Regions from separate parts of the Mus musculus genome. Here region 2 is linked to region 1. A link is a contact called in public Micro-C data. All regions are on one chromosome and are shown on one strand. Each heading gives the region's core, a stretch centred on a gene start, on an enhancer-like site or on the middle of the called end of the contact. The rest is flanking DNA. Distances are from core to core; before and after follow the strand shown. Region 1 holds the start of Mapk8 (mitogen-activated protein kinase 8). Region 2 holds the start of Gprin2 (G protein regulated inducer of neurite outgrowth 2).

The links. Hi-C and Micro-C count contacts between places; a contact is called where the count stands out from the background.
Region 2: a Micro-C map of embryonic stem cells shows a contact between it and region 1, with 6 times the contacts expected there. The contact joins the promoter of Gprin2 here to the promoter of Mapk8 in region 1. A contact is called at or near these places in 3 of 39 promoter capture datasets (the 3T3-L1 cell line, hippocampal neurons and liver) and 1 of 484 Hi-C or Micro-C datasets (embryonic stem cells).

What each region holds. Positions count from the first base shown.
Region 1 is chr14:33,444,271-33,449,683 of GRCm38.p6, forward strand. It overlaps Mapk8 (mitogen-activated protein kinase 8), which reads right to left and starts at 2,888. Exons shown (of 12, transcript NM_001310454.1): 1 at 2,745-2,888.
Region 2 is chr14:34,198,624-34,204,036 of GRCm38.p6, forward strand. Gprin2 (G protein regulated inducer of neurite outgrowth 2) reads right to left here and starts at 3,010. Exons shown (of 2, transcript NM_183209.2): 1 at 2,787-3,010.

The sequences.
Region 1 (5,413 bases), core at 1,638-4,137:
CCTCGATACCACTAGGATGGTTTACAGCTAGTTATTAACAACAAATTACTCTTTCACTGCCATCTAGCATCTTCTCCAGCCTATTTCCATAATACTGGTCATGGATTATGATCCTAACTGTATTCATTTTGGTACAATTTATTCTTTAGCTTGGGACCCAGAACAGTCTCAAACTCATCTTGCCTTGGACTCCCAAATCCTGGGATTACAGCATGCGCCACCATTTGTGCCTCAGTTTACTCTTACACTAATCCCTTTCCAGCTAACTTCTCTCAGGATTACAAGGAGCAGGAAGCATATAGTTTCCTAGTCTGTCATGCTGATAAAACTCACTAAGGTAACATATTCTGTTCCTTTCAAACACCAGACAGATTATTTTTAAAAGGGGTGGGGGTTCTTTGTGCAAAATGATGACCCAGAATAGTATAGTAGTGATGAATGCATAATTAACAAATAAACCACTAAAAAGTATACTCTATAAGGGTAACTCTTTTATGTGAATTAAGTATCAAAAAAAAAAAAGCTGTTTAAACAACAGAATTTAGAAAACAACCTAACTGAACCTTTGTAGAGTCTGAATCACTCAAATAATTTCTTAATTCTGGAGTCCCTTCCAGAACCCAATATATTTAACAAGATAAAGCAATAAAAGTTTGCTGTCTCAAGATCTATATCTTATAGTAACAAAGTCATGTTCTTATTTTTTTTCATTCCTATCTTACCAGTAAATAAGTTCATCTGAACTACTTTCATACTGAAAAGATACTTTTCAAATAGTGGAAATGCACCAAAACTTGGATTTTTAAACCCATATGCTTTGTGAGTTGGTTAAATACAAGTTAAGATTTAACCTTTCTAGTAAGCACCTCTAAAGAAATTAAGCAGCGCTGAACTACTAGAAATATTTGTAAGATACATTTACATGTTGATTTTCAAACTTAAATCATCGAAACCCTTGTGAAATAATAGTCACAAAAAGATAAATATGGCTCACTGGGTAAAGGTTCCTGGAAGCAGGGGAACCCAGTTCCATGTCCAGACCCCACAGAAAGGTGGAAGAAGAGAATGAAGCCCACACAGTTGCTCTTAGGCTTTCACATGCACACAGTGGCATGTGTGACCCCACCCCACAAAAACATCATGCAGGCACACCCACCGTCATAAGTTTTTTTAAGGGAGATAAATGCAATCATGCTAGATTCTTAATGAAACATCACTGTTGTGTCTGGGTGTATTCATACATGACTAGAGAAAGCTCTTACCTAAAATACTAGAAGTGGACAAAGTTCTCAACTTTGATGACAGAGTACCAAGTAAATCCCCTTTATCTACAAGACACTGTAAGTGTTTCATTTGGAGAGTTTGGAGCATCTCTGACTTTTAAGTATGGCTACTCAACTTTTTATGACTATACACACAAGCCATAATCCTCTATTTTATTAACTATATAGAAAAAAATCAGGAATAGTTAACCTAGAAGTGAAAAAGTGATTCCAAACCCTTTGGTGGTCTTTAACAGGTAACATCCTCTATTAATTTATGATCTAGCCAACTGAGAGTGGTATGTGACACATCTGAAACTTCGTGGAGAATTTAAGGCTTTATTTTAAATTTTTGTCTATAAAAGTCTTTCAATCAACCCAATGAGTATGACTTCCATGCTTGGTGATGGGGAAATGATGCAAAATAGGCCTCTAAGTACCATTTTGATTACTTCGTCAGACACAGAAGTAAACCTTCCAAGTTTAACAGCCTCAATAAGAGAACTGAAGTAACCATTACCAATGATACGAAAATTGACAAGGGGGGGGTGGGATTTAAGAATAAAGGTAGTATATTTAAGCCAAACCTGGATATTCTTCCTAACACTATCCTTGGAAGTTCCAGTCAAATGAGCCAAATACCTTACTTAACATACATCCCTTACATAATCGTCTCATTTAAAGGCACATCTATTCTGTTCCATACTACCCTAATTTTTAAGGGTCTTTCTCTTGGCCTTCACATCTTCTCCACCTGGATACAGCACTAACTGTTGCCAAATGAATGAATGAAATAAACATGTTCTAACTGACCAGGTACTTGGTGGAAGCTGATCTCAAAACACAATAGACCGGCAGACCAGAATTCTACTGAAAAGATCACTTAATTTCAGAAGTAAAAATAGAAACTACCGGACACTGTGCAGTCAACATGATATTAAATTCCCGGTGGGATGGGAAACTTTCGGGAATAACAATGTAATGCGTTCCTTACGGTACTTTACAATGGACTTGGTTCTACCTTGTCTGGACTAGGAACCCAAGCGCAAGACAAAGGGACAGCGGCGGGGGAAAGTCAAAAGGTCAGCGGCAGGCGCCCCTCTCAAGGCGCGGCCCGCAGGCCGGCGCGCTCGCGGCCACCCGGCTCTTCTCGGCGTCGCGGCACTCACGTCCGCACAAAGAAACCGCCCACAGTCAAAACACGCTCCCCGTGGGTGCGGGAGACGTATGCACGGTCGCGTCGGCCCGACCTCCGCGGGAGCACCTCCGAACTTGCCGCCCACCCGCTCCATTTCCCCCCGCGCGACGTGGAAGCCGGCCGGAGCGGTGAAGCCAGGTCGCGCGGAGTGGACCACGCCCCCCGCTGCCCCCGCCGCCCGCGCTATTGTTCCCGCGCCGCCCCCGCCCCGCGCGCGTTCCCGGGAGGGGGTCACGGCCGGGGAAAAGCGGCGGCCGCCCGAGCCGCGGCGCCCGCGCACTCACCCGGCAGTGCAGCCAACGGCGACCTGGAAGCCCGTAGCGGAGAACGGCGCCGTCCTGCGGTGGCCGCGGCCGCTACTCAATCCTGTTCGCGGCTCCGCGTTTCGGCCGCAACGTCCGGCCTCGGCCGCTCCGCTGACTAACAGAGACGCGGGCCGTCAACGCGCACGCCCGCCCACGTCATCGCGCAGGGCCCCGCCTCCGCGCCGGCGAGCGGCCTAGGGGCGGGCCAGCCCCGGGGGCCCGGATTACGAGGGCGTGGCCCCGCGACTTGGGCGTGGCTACACTGGGGGGCGGGCTGCAGTAGCGGAGGTTTTCCCCTGAGGGCGGGGCCGCGAGCAGCGTCTGGGCGGCCGCGTGTGAGGGGCGGGGCCGGGAGCAGCAGGGGGCGGGTCTGCGATGGCACGTGGCGGCGCGTGGCGGCGAAACACCAGTCATAGCTTAAGCCTGCATGGTTGCTAGCCTCGCGGGGAGGAGGGGTTAGTGTTTGAAGGTCAGGCACGCGTGCCAGGGCACACACCTGAACCACGGAGAGTCCTGGTTTGACAGATACTCTTCAAGGGCCTACCACCCACCAAGGAGTAGATGTTCTCTAGCTCCCTGGAAGAAGTTACCTCCTTTTACCCCCCAAACCCTCCTGCTCCAGATTTTTTGCCTTACCTGATTTACCTGCAAGTCCTTGCGGCTCTCGCAAATATTAACTATTCACGGATAAACTGACGAGCCTCGACAATGGATGGAAAGGTATTTAAATCACTATCATTCATGAGGCAAAATATATTTAGCACTTTAAAGAGTTCAAAGGCATTCTCGCCAACAACGGAGAATATCACTAAGAGAAAGAAGCAACACATACATATAGAATGATTCTACGTTTATATAAAATATATTACATGCACAGTATATTAAACTTGGAAAAAAAGTATGACAATTGCTTTGACAGTAGGAAATAAAGGGCAGTCTCTCTTACACCTGTGTAGTATACTGTGATTTCCAAAATATACAAATATGTATTGAGTAAATTCAGGTAGACTGTTCCCATTACATGTTAAAATGGTCTTTCTCCAGGGATGCTATCATGAAGCAAATGTGAGCACTCATTCATTTATTCTCCCCCCATTTTATCTCTCAGCAATTTTTTAATTTTAATTTCTTATTTCTCCAGTAAATATTTTATTGCTTGCCTATTCTCTTAAAGGCAGTGTACTAGCACTAGCAATAAGTAGAACTTATAGAGAATTCTTGTGGTATCAAGATAATAAACTATACACCAAATCAAATCGACACTAAAATGCAAATTAAGGACACATCCAACTATGAAAGGAACCAATGTATTAATAAGGCCAGGAAAGCCTTCTCTAAGGAGCTGCCTCCTAATTTGAGAACAGGTTTGACCAGGGATTATGTCCGAGTTAACTTGATGTGCGAACAAGGAGTTCCAGAACGGGGTAGACTGGGAAAACTGAAGACAGGCCAGCTCTATTGGGACACCAAAGAAGACATTGCAAAATGAGAAGACTGATAAAAACAAAATCCTGTGTTGGAGGTGTTTTTATTACAGGTGTAATGGGAAGGCCCTGGTATGTCTTCAGCAGTGGAGAGCATGATTGTACTGACATCTTGACAAAAAACAAACAAACAAACCTCTTATCACAGAATGCTTTTCTTGATCTCTCAAGGTGGGCCTCTTCTCCCTCTACAATTCTTACTAAAAACTTTCTTCTCTTCCAGAGTATGTTTCTACTTATAGTTCATAGGTCAAAGGTACTGCAGGACATGTATAGATCCCCTGTGGTGGCAAAGACAGCACCCTTTTGTTGGGGTTGGTCTTGTGCACTGTGTATTCAGATGCTGAGTTCTGCACCCCAAGATCAGGCTGCAGTCTGAAAGTGGGCATTGTGCTGTCAAGAATGCTCCCCAGTAATCTCTGATTGGTGAATAAAAGGCTAGAGCTTGTGTCTGGGCAGGGGACAGAGGAAGGCAGGACTTCAGAGAGAGTGAGTGGATCTCAAGTAGAGACCAAGAGGAGGACAGAGGAGAGGGAAGAAGGAGGTCGCCATGAGTCAGGATGGACCATGAGCACATGGCCAAGAGAAGCTGAGGACAGACATGGAGCAGAACCAGACTCAGATGGCAGGTGACAGGGCATTTACCTTATTATTAATATCCTAACGGTGGGGGTTGGAAAAGCTCAGAACCTGTCCTGCACAGTGCCAGCAGTTTGTTAATAAAGTCTGATGTTTCTGTGTTGCTTACTCAGGAGCTATATGGGATAGAGTGGGGCAGAACACTCTCCCCCCTCCCCCATAAAATTACCACTCTACCCTCTTCCTGGCCTTTTCCTTCGGATGACTTTAGGGAAGACCCACTGTTATGGCTTCCCCTGTCTGTTCCATTGGCAAATCTCTCCTTATCCTTGAGATGCCAAACTGCAATTCCTACCAGATGGGCAAGCATGCATTCTATCAATAACCCTTGGCAGAAGGATGCCTATGAATTTCTAGCTTTTGCCAAAAGTACCTCAATTAGAGGTTGGTTTTGAAACTGTTCTTTATGGTGCCAGTAAGTGACAGGAGCTTCTAACACCCAGTTAAAGAACCCTTGTCTGTGGGAGGCAGGATTTTGAGGCCCTCAGCAAGCAGGTATGATACATGTGCCTACTGTCTCATTGC
Region 2 (5,413 bases), core at 1,760-4,259, 750 kb after region 1:
GCAATCCTAAAACACCAACGAGCCCACGGCTGCAAACGGCTGATTCAAAGCCTCACCAGCCACCGCACACAGCAAACGACCAGTGACAATCTGAAATGAAAACCCCAGCTCTGTGGAAACTCCCAAACCAGTTCAGTCAGAGAGATCCCCTTAGTCAGAGGCTGCAATATTGCCCCAGCCCAGTAATCTAGGCCTCAGGACATGCCCAGTAGGATGAGCAAAGTGCCAGCTCAGACCACACTGTGACGTGTATGTACATTACCTCTTGTAATGTGTGTGTGTGTGTTTGAGCCTTTGGCTCACAGGCAGCAAGGACCAATGTCATTTGGAAGAAGTACCCCCAAATTTTTAGCACCATGCATCTGAAGGGACTTACCAGCCCCGGGGGAGGGAGGGCTCCAAGGGAAGCAGTTCTAGATAACCCCTGGTATATGGGGGTGGGGTGGGGGGTTCCAGCTCCTTGTCACCAACACGTGGGCTAGGCTGAGGAGATGGAGCCCCAGGGTGGGGAGGAAAGGGAGGCTCTGCTCCCAATACTGGCTCTTCTTTCTGCTGCACATTGCACAACTGCTCTTGGGTTTCTGTGAGCCTCACTGTACCCATTCTACAAATCTGAAGTAAGCCCTACCCCACTGGGTGGCTGTAAGGGCTGAACTTAATGGCATGACGTCATCATTCCCCTCCGTCATGGCTGTGACTTGAGACCACAGTGTTGTAGGAACTAGCACTGGGAAAGTGCTAGAAGCAAAGATGACCTTTTAGGAAGCCACCAAGACGCCCCACAGGGAAGCTTCATCATCCAAGTCTTGTCCCCTTCATCCTAGCCTGTGATGTCACCAGTTTCCCGGCAACCCCATCCATCATCACCCTTAAGTTTCCCAGGGCCCATTTGAAGCCCTTCATCTGGTAGACTATGTGCACACACAAGGCTGTGGTGTGGATGACACATGCCTAGAAAGCCATGTTGCAGTCATGGGCAGGTTCCAGTTTTACCCAAAAGAGATCCTGGGATGGGGCTAGAGAGAGAGAGAGCTCAGTGGTTAGGGACACATACGGCTCACGCACACACACTCACATTGGTCGGCTCTCAGCTCTCTGCAGCTTCAGTTGCAAAGGATCAAACACTCCTACTCACATGCACATACCCACACACTCTCTCCTGGGAAGGCGTTTTAGCCCCACACAAAAGGCAGACACACAGAGGTATCCAAGAGCACTAGTGTTGAGTAATACCTTAATGTCCTTTCTCCCACCGCGTCTAATGCAAACGCTGTGACAGCTGTGGATGACATCGTGTGGTCACTGTCCTCGGGTTCTACTGTCAACAACTAGAGTCAACCACCCTCACATGCAGCAACTATCAATGCCATTTTGAAGAAACACCCCCCTCCCCCCAGTTTTTCAGAAACTTCCAGACTAGCCCAAGCCTGAGTCCGTGGGCTCCACTTGGTTAGAAATTCTGATTCTCTCCCCAGCTGAGAAGCCTATACCTTAGGGGTGGACTGGGGAAGGCTTCTAAAGGGCCTATCTCAGACCACACTAAGTCATTCATGCAAGCAGCAGGCGCTTAGATGACAACCTCTGTGTCCAGAAAGCCACAAAAAGGCAAGCAAGTCGACAAAGGAGGGAGCAGGGTGTGAGAGGAGAATCAGGACTGCTCACAGAGTTAACATAAGGAAGTTGAAAGGCCCAGGTAGGGATAGCCCCTACAGATACCTCAAATCCCTTGTAGAGAGGGGTGTGGCCACCTACAACTAGTGGTTTGATCATGCCAGCGTGCAAATAAACGGCCTAACAGGAACACAAGCCGAATGGAGAACGCAGCAAGAGACATCCCTTAAGGTGGGTGGGGCAGCTCCAAGAATAAAATCAGTCCCTCGTAGCCTCTAACCTTATCGAGATGGCATAGAACCTAAAGGCAGAGAAATGCCAGGAAAGGGGTATGCATGAGAAAACAAGCTCCAAGACGCCACCCTGCTCACCATAGAGAAACCCCTAAGAGTCCCAGAACGCCTAAGAGTCCCAGGGCCTGAAACCTGTGAGGGTTTGCTCACTCAGGTGCTAACAGTGGGCTGAATGTGTCTCAGGGTCAACTGCAACTGCAGGAGGCCACTAAGATTGTACCTGCACTCCCCAGCACAGTGCCCCAGCATGGACACACGCCTCACTGTGGCCATGGCACAGGCGGGTTTACAGTGTGAACCTGCAGGAAAGAACGTTCATTCACAGCAGCACTCCGCATGCCAAACACAGGCCGCCCCTGCTGCGGTCAAAGGCCTGAACGCACCACACACCACGCAGCCTCCCTGGCCAGGGCTCCCTTCCCCGAATCTCCAGAGCAAAGCCCACAGTGGTCTTAGGGAGAAGTACACAACCCAAGTCTCGGATCTAGGCTACAGACCTTTCCAGGACAAAGACTCAAAGGATATGGGGCAGTGAGCTCGCTGGTAGGGATGCTCCTGAGCAGAAGAGGGCGGGGCGCTGGCAACAGAGGACAGGGTGGGGGATGCGGATGGAAGAGAGGAGAACCCGGGAGGGAAGAAGCAAAGGAAGGCGGGGTGGAGGCCGATGGGCTCCGGTCCGGGGCAGAGGAAAAACAAAAACAAAACCCGGAGACTGGGCAAAGGGAACGTGGAAAAGAGAACCGGAGAGGGCAAGGGGGAGGCAACCGTGCGGAGGAATGCGGCGCAGACAGCGGTGAGGAAGGGGTTCGGGGGTTCAGGAAGGGGGGCGCCGCCCACACCACCCCAGCACCCACCACGGCTCGTGTTGAGCCAGCCTCTCACCCTGTCGCCTCCAGGGCCGCAAAGGCCGGCGGAAGCGCTGCTCCTGCGGCCGCCACAGGTGCCCGTCGCCAAGATGGAGCCGCACTGGGTCTAGCCCCGCCGTGGTGCAGCCGGCCGCGGAGCCTGCGCTGCCAAGGGCCAGAAGGGGAAGCTGTCACCGGTACCCGGAGCAGGGGTGCTGGGGGTTTGAGGGGGGCGACTCACTCACCTAGGCGCGCCCCGCCTCTTCACGGCTCAGCGTCCCGGCCCCGCCCCCTGCCTCGGCTCCGCCCATGTCATTCCCTTAGGCTCCGCCCCCAAGACTGCCCATCCCCCCTTCCTGACCCTTCCCCCCCGCCCCCCCCCCCCCCAGCAAGGCTGTTTTCTCACTGGGCTCATCCATTTTGTGCAACCTTCCCGACAGAGCCGGCCGCTGTGTTCCAATCTCCCACCCCTAAAGGGCGCCATCGTCCTGCCCCAGTCCCTCCGTGCCCCACCTTGCCTTGCGTGGCTAGCTCCGGCAAATCCTCCAGGTCCCAAATTCACATCCTTAGAGATTTTCAATCCCTTGCTCTGACACCAGAATCCATTGACATTCCCTGTGGCCCCGCCCCCCCCCCATGTCCTTTATCTTCCTGCCCCACCTCTCACAATTCTTGGGCCTCCCACCCACCTCTTGAGACCTTTCCCCAGGTCTTGCTCTCTAGAGGCCTTGCCTGTTAGGGAGTCTTCAGGCCTGCTGGATCCAACAGCATGCTCTCAGCTCTAGACTCACCTCAGGGAGAAATCCAAGCTTGATCCAGTTCTTGAGGTTTACAATTGCAGTGTGGTCCTTAAGGAGTACCTGCCCAGCTTCATAGTCCCAAAGTCACACCCTCAGCCATGTCCTTCAAGGTCTACATTCTTGATAACCTGTCAGTCTATCCACTTCCAGGACCATTTCCACCCTTGCCCTCTGACCCAATCCCACGCTAGGATGGTTTCGCAGCCTACCTCAGGGATGCAAAGAGCTGACATGCACAGTGACTCCCAGTGGGGAGAGACCTCACTGGAGCCTCAACTATTTTCCTGTAATTCCCTGCAGTTCTGATATTTCCTCCCTAGATCCCACTGTGTCCCTTCCTAAAAGCTCTACCGATTCTGGGTTGCCTGATCCCATGGAAAGTCTAGGATCCCTATTAGCTTTGCTCCAGCATCCCCAGACACACAGGACAGGAAGCTACCCCACCTAGATCTGACCAGACCCAGTCCACCATCAAGGAGTCCCCAGGTACCCAGGGCCACAGGGTAAGAGGAGACTGGGCTTCTTCTGAGTCCCCATCTCAGAGAACTAAGTCCCAGTGTCACACTCCTTTGTTGACAGCAGCCCTGGAGCCCCAACTTGCCTAGGGTTGTTTACACTCTTCCCATGCAGTTATGGGGAACCAACACCATCTTTGTCTCTCTCCTAGTTATGGATGGCTTCACTATCTTCTCAGAAAGTCCTAGATTTCCTCCAGTCACCCCTTCCCAGCAGGTCCTCAAAGCATTCTCTCCAGTTTGGGAAAACAGCCATCCTGGAAGAGCTAAGCACCCTGACAGGGCTGCACAGGCCTGTGGAAGCTCTGCTTCTACAGCCACAGGTGTCCAGGCTTTAAGATGGAGCCCGAGCTACACTAGTTGGGTCTAACCAGCCACGGTGCAGCTCGCTGCAGCGCTTACTGGGTATACAAGTAGGGGCCGAGGGTTCTTGCTTCCTTGCTACTCACAGCCGGCCTGAAGGATCCTGTCCAAAGAGTCTATAGAAGATTTCTGCACCAGGGACACTAACCAACTCCTGTCCCTCCCAGAAATTGCCACTCTTCTCATCCTCATAGTCCCTTCCCACAGAAGTCACTTACATCCCAAGAAGGGATGAGGTAAATGTGACTACACTGAGAGGAGACTCAGAGCCCAAGCCCATAGCTCCTAGCTTCCAGGGCATCCTGAACAGAACTTTGCCATGTATGTGCCAAGGAAGCCTACTCAGGATTAGATGTCAATGGATGTCTGCCCTACTGGATACACACAGGCGTGATCTGACGGGACCATGGCACCAGGACCTCTGAACAGCACTTGGCTATGACCTCTTGGCAAACTGGTCCTATGACTTGGCAAGAGGCTCTCCTGGCTATAGTAGTGACTCAGGGAGAGCCTGGGATAGGAGGAACTTAGATAACAATTCCTATCTAACTTCCAACATACTCATTTACCCTGTGATCCCACACCCAGGCAGGACTTTTCATCTCTCTGGGAATCGGTTTCTTCATCTGATAATCAATGGTAATTACCTCCCTATCTTCTGGGCTGTGGGGAGGTCACAGTTGTGAAAGGGTTCTGTGCAGTATTCTTGCCACTGTCACTCTGGTGATCACATGATCACTTGTTTGCCAACCACCACCATCCCACCATCCCCCACCACTCTCCCCCGTGCTAGACTCTAAAGGTACAAGCTATGGCTGTTAGGAGTAAGGAACAAATTGGACTTTGCAGAGCACTATGGTAAGGAGAGGTATATCTGGCTTGATATCATATGGCCCACGTGCTATTTGCTGAGAGGAGCAGTCATGGGATGTTGTCAGAAGCTCATAGTGGGCATGGTAAGCACATTGGCATCACTCAGAAGAGTA